Linked DNA regions of Mus musculus: region 2 is linked to region 1. The links are chromatin contacts, called in public HiChIP or PLAC-seq maps. All regions are on one chromosome and are shown on one strand. Each heading gives the region's core, a stretch centred on a gene start, on an enhancer-like site or on the middle of the called end of the contact. The rest is flanking DNA. Distances are from core to core; before and after follow the strand shown. Region 1 overlaps Tespa1 (thymocyte expressed, positive selection associated 1). Region 2 has its middle 16 kb from the start of Gm23793.

Evidence for each region. HiChIP or PLAC-seq counts read pairs in DNA pulled down with a chosen protein or histone mark.
Region 2: an H3K27ac HiChIP or PLAC-seq map of CD8 T cells shows a contact between it and region 1, with 2.7 times the contacts expected there. The contact joins two enhancer-like sites. A contact is called at or near these places in 10 of 115 datasets of contacts at active chromatin or transcription factors (the 230-238 cell line, CD8 T cells, the SCID.adh cell line and 4 more).

The regions. Positions count from the first base shown.
Region 1 is chr10:130,342,526-130,348,355 of GRCm38.p6, reverse strand. Tespa1 (thymocyte expressed, positive selection associated 1) reads right to left here. Exons shown (of 9, transcript NM_183264.4): 2 at 1,006-1,212; 3 at 99-141. The coding sequence starts at 1,168. Among named protein-coding and RNA genes, the nearest start is that of Tespa1, 23 kb to the right of the region's middle. Within about 2 kb of position 4,110, at least 15 of the 459 cell types and tissues checked have an H3K27ac peak or open chromatin away from gene starts, as enhancers often do. A contact at or near this core is called in CD8 T cells, the SCID.adh cell line and memory CD8 T cells, where this site is marked.
Region 2 is chr10:130,539,048-130,544,788 of GRCm38.p6, reverse strand. No RefSeq gene overlaps it. Among named protein-coding and RNA genes, the nearest start is that of Gm23793, 16 kb to the left of the region's middle. Within about 2 kb of position 2,773, at least 377 of the 459 cell types and tissues checked have an H3K27ac peak or open chromatin away from gene starts, as enhancers often do. A contact at or near this core is called in CD8 T cells, the SCID.adh cell line and memory CD8 T cells, where this site is marked.

The DNA of each region.
Region 1 (5,830 bases), core at 2,861-5,360:
ACCCAAGTCCCAAATGTCTTCCTTGTCTCTGAGTTCATAGGGACTGGGTCCATCATCACAGCTATCTGCCAGCCACATTTTTGCTTTTGAGCACTTACCCACAGCCCTGCAGCCAGTCCTCAATCTTATTGATTGGATTCCCTAGAAAAAGCAGACATTGTATGATTGTGGGAACCAAAGAAAACCACACCTCCCTATGTAACTCAGGCATACTGCAAGTTGTCCTTACACAAGCCACAGCATGACCCTTTTACCCATGGTGGTTTTGTGTGTGTGTGCCTGCATGCATATAAAAGGAATGTACTCATATATAAAGATGTTGGACATGTCTCCTCTTTCCTGTAGACCTCAGAAAGTTCCCAGTGTACAGACAACCATGCTTTCTACTTTCTTTTCTAAAAATTTGGGAAAAGGGATGGTTCCTTTCCCAAAAATAAACAGTGAGGAGAAGAAAAAAAGGAAGAAAAGAAAGAAAAGAAAAGAAAGAAAAGAAAATGAAGAAATGTCACAAAAGGGATGGCCCTGTGCTTTTTTTCCCTAACAAATAAACAAGGATGGTTTTACTGTTTTTGTTTCAGACTACATCTCTGGTATTTCTCTTTGAACATCAGATGACATGGGCTTTTGGAAAAAGGACAACTACTTCAATGAGTCTGAAAAATCTTCAGTGAAACTTCTCAAAGGTCACTTGTATCAAAGTTGCAACCTAAATCTGCGCATAAACTATTTGTAGTCTTGTTACACACACTTAATTCACAGACAAACCCTGTTCTGTTCCTTGACTCATACAGAAGTTTCTCATGAAAGGTGTCCCTTTTTGTTTCCCAACCATATATGCCTATAGCTGCCTCATATAATTCATGTATCATATGATACTATACCTCTCCCTTACAATCATTGAAAAGAGTCATAATGACACTTTGTAAGGTTCTACTCTAAGTAGAGGCTATAGCCATCCTGTGCAAGATACAGTAGACATCTATGTAACATTCAGCATTTTCTTACCTTCCTGGAAAACATCATCCAGGCTAGAAGGCTCGGGATCCAGTGCATCCTGAAGAGCTGCTGCTGCTTCCTCTTCCAGGACCTGGGTTTGCCAGTTACGACTCTGTCGTAACCAGGCCCTTCGTTTCTCCCAGGATGTGGGGCTCAGTACCGATGCCTCCATTGTTCGAGCCCACTTTCAGGCCTTCCTATCAAACTGATGCCTTCCTGAAAGTTGAAACATGGGGGAAAATATCTTTTACCATCTCTTCATATCAACTCCTCTAAAGGTGAATGTCTAACTGTCTGTCTGTGCAAAAAGCTTTTTCACTGCCTAATCAGGAAAGAAATGATGCTTAGCCATTTGCTGCTTCAACCCATCCACCACTGAGATACCAGATCTTTTGAGTTCAGACTTCATCTTAGAGAACTTGACCTAAGGTTGAGTTCAAATTAACTAACAGACCGGTCAGTTTACCCTCCAACAAGACTTCTGTCTGGAACCAGTTTCCAGGTTATTCCTCAACAAATCTGCATCCCCAGGTTACAAGCCTGTCCCTGGCACTTCACTTCCTACAACCATCAATCAGGAAAAACGCAGTAGTTAAGTTTATGGTTTGGCTTCCAGCACCAGCCAATTATGTTAAAGGCCATAATGCTCCCCCTCTCACTCCCAATCAGAGGTGTGCCAGGAGAGATTACCCCCCTCCCCCCCCGGCACGTTTTTAGATTTTAAAAAATTGGATATTTTATTTATTTACATTTCAAATGTTATCCCCTTTCCCCGTTTCCCCTCAGGAAACCTTCTCCCCTCCTCATGTTCATCATGCCACCCACTTACACTTCCTGGCCCCAGAATTCCCCTACACTGGGGCATTGAGCCTTCACAGGGCCAAGGGCCTTTCTTCCCATTGATGCCTGATAAGGCCATCCTCTGCTACTTATGCAGCTGGAGCCATGGGTCACTCCATGTGTACTCTTCGGTTAGATACCCCTTCTTGTTTTTATAAATGCTTGCCTCAAACTAACCTTAGGGCTGCCCCCTCCCAATCTCTTGCGTGTGGACCAAGCTCGAACTTGAATAAAGAGACCCTAATGCGATTGCATTGGAATCAACTCCTTGGTGGTCTTTTGGGGTTCACAAATGCTTCCTGGCACACCACCACCACCACCAAAAGTAGGAATGCCTGAAAAAAATCTAAGTACCAGGTCAAGTATTTCAAGTCAGTAAGTCTAAAAGCTTTAAACATCACAGGAGTCACAGGCCACTGAGGAAATTTTTTGACTTAAAGTATGCCTACTTCTTGTGGTAGCTGAAATGTTCTATTAAAAAACACTTTTCTTAAGGCAGGTATGTTGGTCCATACCTGTAGCTCTAGCACTCAGAAGGCTCAGGCAGACCAATCTAAAGCCACAATTCAATAGAGACTATGTTTAAAAGAACTGTTTTCTTTACTCTTTGTAATTTTGCATCTCAGAATCTAGCATTGAAACTAAAATATTTGAGGAACTGGGGAGATGCCTCAGTCAGTTAAGTGCTTGGCACACAAGTATAAGAACCTGAGTTCAGATCTCCAACACCTACATATAAGCCAAGTAATTTTAGCTGTGGAGGCAGAGCTGGGAGGATCAGTTTCTGGAGTTTGTTCATTAGCTAGACAACCTAGTCAGCTCAATTAGCTTAAGGTTCAGTGAGAAACCCTGTCTCAAAAAATAGGGTAAAAAGAGATTCAGGAAGACATTACCATTGTCCTCTGCTCCCCCCTCCCCATTAATAAAAGAAAAGGAAAACAAAAATCTTTACATTTCCACTTTATTTCATCTGCATGGAGATAGCTTTTTAAAAGTTTAGAATTAGCAAAGTTTAAGAAGGCCAAATTTCCACAAAAGGATGTGATCACACCTTTAGTGTCTAGCTTGTCTTTCTTTTCTTTTCTTTTTTCTTTTTTCTGGATTTGTTTGGTTTTCTAGGAAACACATGAGATTTTCCCCAGGAAAAGAAAAGGAAATAAAAGCTATAATAGAAACAGGACACGTAACTTACTGCCTCAAGTAACCAGCAGATCACACCTTCCCACAGTCACTTTCTAATTTGTCAGTTTTCACATTGACTATGAGTTGCTTACTCAGCCTGTTAATGTAACTGTCACTCCACAAATTGCTAGTTAATTTGACACCTTTACACTCTTTCCCAAAATATATAATGCCTCTAGACACAGAATCTGAGGGGAATAAAGGGAAGAATCATTTAGCTGTCCAGATAGAGCTTGAAAGGCAGGTGCTAATGTGAACTCAGTCACACCTGCATCCCTCCACAGCGAGTTAGTATATTTTCAAAAAAAATTCAGATCTTGTACTTCCATCCTCTGGAATGGCCATGCACAGATTCATCTTCAAAATTATATTTCAAACTATTAAAGTCAGAGAAAATAGGAGAGAAAAATATAAGAATTTCAAGAGATTTCACTTAAGACTCAAAGTTACTAAAGCAGCTTTTTTTTTTTTTTAATGAATGTTCTGGACACAAACTGTTCTTCTAGTGCAATAAAATTGTTTCAGTTGTTTTGTCTTGCTGTATACTGAGAAAGACAATCTATAATTGTTTTTGACTAGTCTAGGCTCCTTCCCTTTGGGCCCAGTCCAGGATTTGCCTTCTAGAGAAGGCAGCTTTAGCGTTATAAGATGTTTTTGCACTCCTGTTTGCCTTTTAGGAAGCAGCCAATCACTTAACTAAGCTCAGGACCAAGGAAAGCTAGAAAGAGGGTCAGCAGAGGAGACTGCTGACTTGCTATCACTGGACGATTCAGGATGAGGAGACTTGCTATCATTGGGTGGATGAGGGTGCCTCCAGAAAGAATTCAGGAAAATTCTCTGGAAAGCCTGAAATTAGAGTGTGTTTTCCTAGTCATGCCTTCTAAAATATTTAATAGACTATTTTCAGTCCAGAAAAGTAGATGGCAAACTGACTTGCTCATTTCTTTAATTTCTTCACACAAATCACAGGAAATCCTTAATGCACAAGGACATTTTTGGTGGTTAGAAATACTTAAAAGGACAGGATGCTTCCGGTCTCCATCTGTGCCCCAGAGCTAAGGCTGTCACACATCCCTCCACACCCAAATTCTGCCCAGGAGAGAGCTGGTCTCCCCAGAAGTGCTGACACACCTAAGATCACAGGCTCACAGGACAACAGGAGAGACAAGCTCCAGTCAGAGATAGTAAGACCAACTAACACCAGAGATAACCACATGGCAAGAGGCAAGTGCAAAAACCTAAGCAACAGAAACCAAGGCTACTTGGCATTGTCAGAACCCAGTTCTCCCACCAGAGCCAGTCCTGGAAACTCCAACACACAGGAAAAGCAAGATTCAGATTTAAAAATCACATCTCATGATGATGATAGAGGACTTTAAGAAGGACATGAATAAATCCCTTAAAGAAATACAGGAGAACACAGGTAAACAGGTAGAAGCCCTTAAAGAGGAAACACAAAATCCCCTAAGGAGTTCTAGGAAAACATAACTAAACAGGCAAACTGAACAAAACCATCCAGGATCTAAAAATGGAAATAGAAACAATAAAGAAATCACAAAGGGAGACTACCCTAGAGATGGAAAACTTAGGAAAAAGATCAGGAGTCATAGATGCAAGCATCACCAGCAGAATACAAGAGGTAGAAGAGAGGATCTCTGGTGCAGAAGATACCATAGAAACCATTGACACAACAGTCAAAGAGATGCAAAATGAAAAAAATCCTAACCCAAAACATGCAGGAAATGCAGGACACAATGAGAAGATCAAACTTAAGGATAATAGGTATAGAAGAGAGTGAAGATTCCCAACTTAAAGGGCCAGTAAATATCTTCAACAAAATTATAGAAGAAAACTCCCCTAACCTACAGAAAGAGATGCCCATGAACATACAAGAAGCCTACAGAACTCCAAAGAGACTGGACCAGAAAAGTAATTCCTCTTGTTGCATAATAATCAAAACATCAAATGAAATAAACTAAGAAAGAACATTAAAAGTAGTAAGGGAAAAGGGTCAAGTAACATATAAAGAAGACCTATCAGAATTAAACCAGACTTCTCACCAGAAACTCTAAAAGTTAGAAGATCCTGGGCAGATGTCATACAGACCCTAAGAGAACAAAAATACCAGCCCAGGCTTCTATACCCAGAAAAAAATTCAATACCGTAGATGTCAAGATATTACATGACAAAACCAAATATACACAACACCTTTCTATAAATCCATCCCTACAAAGGACAATAGATGGAAAATTCCAACACAAGGAGGGAAACTACCCTAGAAAAAGCAAGATAGTAATCTTCTTTCAAGAAGAAGATAGTTACACAAACAATCCCATCTCTAAAAACAAAAATAACAGGAAGCAACAATTACTTTTCCTTAATATCTCTTAACATCAGTGGACTCAATTCCCTCCCAAAAATACACAGAATAATGGACTGGATACATAAACAGGACACAGCATTTTGCTGCATACAGGAAACACACCTTAGTGACAAAGACAGCTACTACCTCAATTTTTCAAGCAAATGATCCCAAGAAATAAGCTGGAGTAGCCATTATAATATCAAATAAAACCAACTGTCAACCAAAAATTATCGAAAAAGATGAAGAAAGACATTTCATACTCATCAAAGGAAAAATCTACCAAGATGAACTCTCAATTCTGACCATTTATGTTCCAAATGCAAGGGCAACAACATTCATAATAGAAACTTTACTATAACTCAAAACACACATTGCACCTCACACAATAATAGTGGGAGACTTCAACACTTCACTATCATCAATGGTCAGATCATGGAAACAGAAACT
Region 2 (5,741 bases), core at 1,524-4,023, 200 kb before region 1:
GAAGTAAGCTCAAAAAAAAAAAAAAAAAAAAAAAACCCAAACACCCCCCCCCCCCCAAAAAAAAGCTGAGGAATGTGTTCCTCATATCTTAAAATATCTTGATCATCTTGATAAGACCCTGAGTACAGTAAACAAGGGAACTTAGTTTACACCTTTTTTCTTCCTGACTACTTTGTTTATGTCTTAGAACTAGGCAGTCAAGGTGGGTCTGTTGGCAGATTTCCCAGCCTGAGGAGGCATGGAACGACAAGAGGAGGTACACCTGAGGCTCAAGAGAGGTGCCTTGGGATAACAGATATTCTGTGTATGTTTCAGGAAACTTGTTTCTGTTAGCTTGTGGCTTTGCTTTCTACAGTACTGTGGGGTATAAAAAGACTATAAGAAATAAACTCAAGGCTGCTGGTTGCTGCTGGCTGCTCTGCTGCAGCAATACTAACCATCAGTCCTCCCCAATCTTACTCTTGGCTTTACATCTTCTTTCTGCCTTTTCTATCTTTAATCCTTGTTCGCCCATCAGAAACTGACTCATGTTGGGGGGTGGGGGTGGGGGATCCAGTACAAATAAAGAAACTAGATTCAAGAATCTCTTTCTCCTCCATCCTTGTTTCTCTCCTATCCGGTGTTAGGGGGTGAAATGAGGGGTAAGGGGGTTGGAGTTGCGGGGGAGGGGGATTAAGTGTGTGTTAAAAGAAGAAACCATAAAGTATCAAAGACTAGCTACATGGTTAATGCTAAAAGAGGCGCCAGACTATGATGAATTTTGCATTCCACGTATGCTGCCACCCTTAAATCTCTTTTAGGTTCAGGTTCAGGTTCCAGGTTAAGTTTTGAACAGTTTAAATGTAGACTGGAGACTGCAAGTTTAGCCACTTAGACAGATGGGAATTTACACAGCAAACATATTCGAGGATCAAATCCCAAGTACACCAGTGCCCTAACACAGCAGGTTAGTGACAGTGTCCTAAGTGGAAGGTCCCAGATGATGAAAACATCAGAAAAGGAAAAGGTACAAAGTATAAAAGCTGGGGTGAGGAGGTCTTAAACAAGCTATTTCTTATGCTAAGTAAGCTTCTTAAGAATACCATCTTGTACACGGTTGTCAAGAGGGAAAAGGAAGGAGATGGGAGACATCTATGAAGTCAGCAGAAAGACGAAGAAACTATGAAGTTAGCAGCAGCATCATGCAATGGGACACAGTCAGGAGAAGTCTAATCAAACAATGCTGCAAAAGAACTCGGTATATCTTAAAAACATTTCAGACCAAGCCTCTAGTGGCCTTGGAACTGATAACCACAGCCCCATACAGTGGAAAGAGTTGTGTTCTCAGAACCTGATGCAACCCCTCCCAAAGCCCCTGGCCCCAGACCATCACCAGCTCTCCCAAGCATATTCCCGGTTTTACAAAAGGAGCAGTTTTATCTCTATACCCAGGGCCTCAGGGAAAGCTCCCAAGGACTAGGCCCCAGGCTGTGACTGGCTCTGCCAAGCATGCTCCTGGGTTTCGGAAGGAGCTATGTCATTCTCCATAAACAGGGACTTCAGGGAAAGTGTAACTCGATCAGACCAGCACTCAATACAACAGTGTTTTGTTTTGTTTTTTACCTTCTCAAATGGTTGTCACTAGGTATCATCTCACCCATGTGGCAGAACTATGCTTTTCTCAAGAAGAAAATTGAACCTTTATAGCACACTAGGCCTTACTGTTGATTGTAATCCTGTAATGCTCCATAGAGCAGCTTGTTAAAGGCCTGCTCTTTGATATGGAGATGGACCTAGTGGCTGGTTGTAAATCAAGTTTGTTTCCTTTGTTATGGTTTGGCACCATATTTCTGGACAATCCTGGTGAACAAACATGTGTATCCTAGCTTCCTAATCTCTAATTGCCCTGGCTAGCACATTACTTATCTGTGGGGTGTTTTACAGGCAGTCAGCCCTCACCTAAATTCTACTTGCTGTGCCTTACTATCTCCTAAGCTTTATTAAATCCTTTACATCATCAATTCTACTCTTTCACATCACAGCTTGATATTGGATTGCTACCCAGCACATGAGATGCCTTTTATAACCACCACAAAATTAACTCCAAATGGATTGTAGAAACTAGGACTCTCTGAGTTTGGGATCATGCCAAGGATCTTTCTACACACAAGCCAAATGCTCTGCACAGATGTAGCCCCCACAGTGAAGTTATTCTGAGGCTACAACTGGGTTCAGCGAGTGGCTAGGACCTCACACGTGGCCGCCGATTCCCACTCAGTCCCGGGAAAGACCCACCACACCAGCTCGCGCTCCTCAGACCCATGGTTCTCCCCATTGTTGGCAGTGATCATGTGCTCACCATGTCACAACTTCGGGGCTTGCCTGAGCACCCTCCACAGCATCCAGCGGCATGACAGAGAGCACAGCACACAAGTACCATTCAAACCTGCTCAGCTACTAAGCGAAACCAGCACCACAGCACCCGGAAAACCCGCCTTCTCTTCTGACTGGCAGGTCCGCCTAAAGGCTCTGATTGGCCAGTAAGTCTGGAGTGACTCGAGCACCTCCCTTAGATTTAGAGTGTGCTGAAGGTACACAGTGTAGAGGTTCTCAGCCCAAGCTTCAAGTCCAGGGCCAGACCTTTTCCAGATCTACAGGGATTTTCATTTCTGTAGTATTTGTGTCTGTCCTCCCTACCCATCTGTCCCCCGCGCAGCCCCAGGGAGGCCCCACCACTCCACCTGCCGCAGCTCCGCTGCACCGCCGCTTGCTCCGCAGCTTGCTCCTCCCCTATGTGGGCAGTGACCCTGTGCTCACCCAGTCCTGACTTCAACCTGAGCTTCCCTCACTCAGCAGCCTTCTTCCTCCTGGAATCAAGGTAGGTAGCTTGCATAGCCTATTATATTACATAACTTCCAGGGGAGTTATCCATCAGTCCCACAAGCGGAAGGGTGCCCAGGATATAAACAATTAAAGAGAGACTTTGGGAAACAATAGTTTATAGAACTTAATAGGCTTATTAATTTCTGGTTTGTTATATTCCTAGTGTAATTTATTTTTACTTACATCTTAAACGATCAGTTGAGAAGGATGCAGTTGGGACTGAGGTTGTGTAGGAGGTCCAGGACATGTATGTACAAAGCTGTCCAGATAAGATCCCCTTGTCTGGACACTCTACAGCACTGCAAACATGGGCTAGCACATCTTTGCTCTCAAACAAAATACACTGTTTTTTTTAAAATTGGAATTACCTTTAATCTTTCTTTTCCCTTAAAGATATGAGGTAGTCGTTTCTCCTTGGGACAACATTATTTTCATGTTTTCTAAGAACTATACAAGTAGCCAGGGCTATACAGAGAAACCCTGTCTCGAAAAACCAAAATAAATAAATAAATAAATAAAAAAATAAAAAAATAAAGAACTATACAAGTTTTCACTTTGAAATCTTTAATGATTTGCTTAAGAGAGCATGTTCTGTGATCCACTGTGTTCATGCTCTACTTCCTTCGCTGTCTTGGCAGCAGGTTGCTCTGAATATAGGAACTTATGTCATATTTTTTCTTTCATTTTCTTCTTTAGATATTTTCTGAAGATGAGAAGGTGGAATGTTTCATGTTTGGAATGCTTGTTTGCAAAATGACTCTGTCCTTACATATTACAGAGTATGGATGAAGAAAAAGGAGCAAATACTTAATATTTATCAATTAAATATCTTCATATATACTCTGCTACCCACACCATCATTAGCTGTAGATAAGAAATGAAAAGATCTTACTTTTGTCTAGAGTAGAAGAATGGGGACCAATATCCTTAACTTAGTAGTGGTTACAGTACTGATTACAACCATGATATATTTGTTAAATTTTACAAAAAAGAGAATTATGTAACTTTTAATATCACCAAGGATGTCTCATGTAAAAGAAATTACCTTATCCTAACTAAAAATTTTGAGCCCTAACAGTACATTTAAGTCCCTTTTTTCTGTTTGTCAGTAACTAGCTAGTAGGCAAGCCTAAGTTATTGAGAACCTAAATCCATTAAACACCATCAAATAGAAAAAAATTTCTTAATTTTACATCACATTTTATATATATATATGTATATATATTATATTGGGCAGTTTATAGTTATATGGTATAATGACATTAAAAATCATAAATTATAAAAATGACTCTGCTTCTTCTAAAAGAAGAAACACACACCAGTAGTCTTTGGGGAAATGATTGAGGGAAAAAGCCACTGAAAACGACCCCATAGTCAGCTGTAAGTTAGATGACTATGGATACAGAAATGGAAAGAAAACAACCTAAGAAAAAGCTCAAGGTAGGAGCAAATCACTTAAAAGGTTAAGGAGGAAAGAGAAACAAACAAGACTATCTTTTTTAAGGGATACCAATTGACCGCTGCAACAAGGTCTAAATTGTATTTCAGGTTATACCCCACAACAGCGTCCTGCATACGTGTAGGCTACCATTATAACATGATTTGACATCCACATGAGATAGTGACCTTTACTGGTTTCCCACAGTACAGTAAAATAAGTAAAATGCTATTCTATGAGTACTAATGTCATTAAATGAATCTGTTTTCTCCAGAAAGAGACACACGTTAAAGACAGAACTTAGTGGCAGGTCAGTGCTTTGAAAGAGGGTTGGAGTCCTTCCCTGTCAGGGTCACAATTATTAGGATGGAAACAGCAGCAGAAAGGACAATGGTCAGCAAGATTTAGGGAATGGTGAAGGATATTTTCAGTTTGTAATATGAAATTTAGGTACCCAGAGGCCTCAGAGGCCTTGGTGTACTAGACTTAGGTACATGTCTTAAGATCCAAGTTTCAGGTCATTATATTCAGCTTATGATGTTATTTACATAGAAAGCATATTAGCTCCTTTCACTCAACTGTAAATCCTATAGAGGTCTTTATCATTACTTTACTATAATGTGATTATATAAGAAGTCTCCTCATTTATCTTAAAAGCACATTTGTTATATTTGTTATACACTACGTTTTTCACTTAAGCTTGAGAAGGTCAGTTGGCAGGGATTGGGGCAGTGCAGAGCATGTGCAAGTCTGGGGTCTTGTTGGCTAGGTGCTCTATGCAGCACAGCAGACAAGGACCCACAGATGCATCTCCCCTCACACATGAGATACATTGCTTATAAAACTAGAGGAAATTACCCTTAACTTATGACTATCTCAATTATACATATAAATGAAAGAAAATGATTTCCTAAAAGCATCCTGGAGGATTTTTGCCACATTTACATAAATTAAGCTTAACTATTTTTAAAAATTTAGCATGTTTACAGGATTTTTATTCTCATGAATCACCTCTCAAGAAGAAAGGCCATACATTAAATTTAATAGTATATCTTAGATTGTTTTAATATCACAGACAGTAGGAAACAGTTCTATTCAGTGTGTCAAACAGCTAGAGACACATGATTATAGGAATCCAGCTGCTTCTAAGAAAGAGGAGAAGCAGTTGATAATAAAGATGTGGGGACAATAATTGAATAAATAATTGAATAAAACCATATACACCTATTACACAGGGAAATATAACTAAATTAACCAACAGTAGAGACAGAAACTGTCAGAAAGACCAAATCTGTTCTGCAACAACAGTTCACCATTGGTGTAAAGCATTTTTAAAAGGCAGGAGGACAGACAAACAAATAAAACTCTCTGTCTGATAAACACCAAGCAGCAGTCACAACAATCACACAATTTTGTTTCAAACTGCACACTGGGACCATGT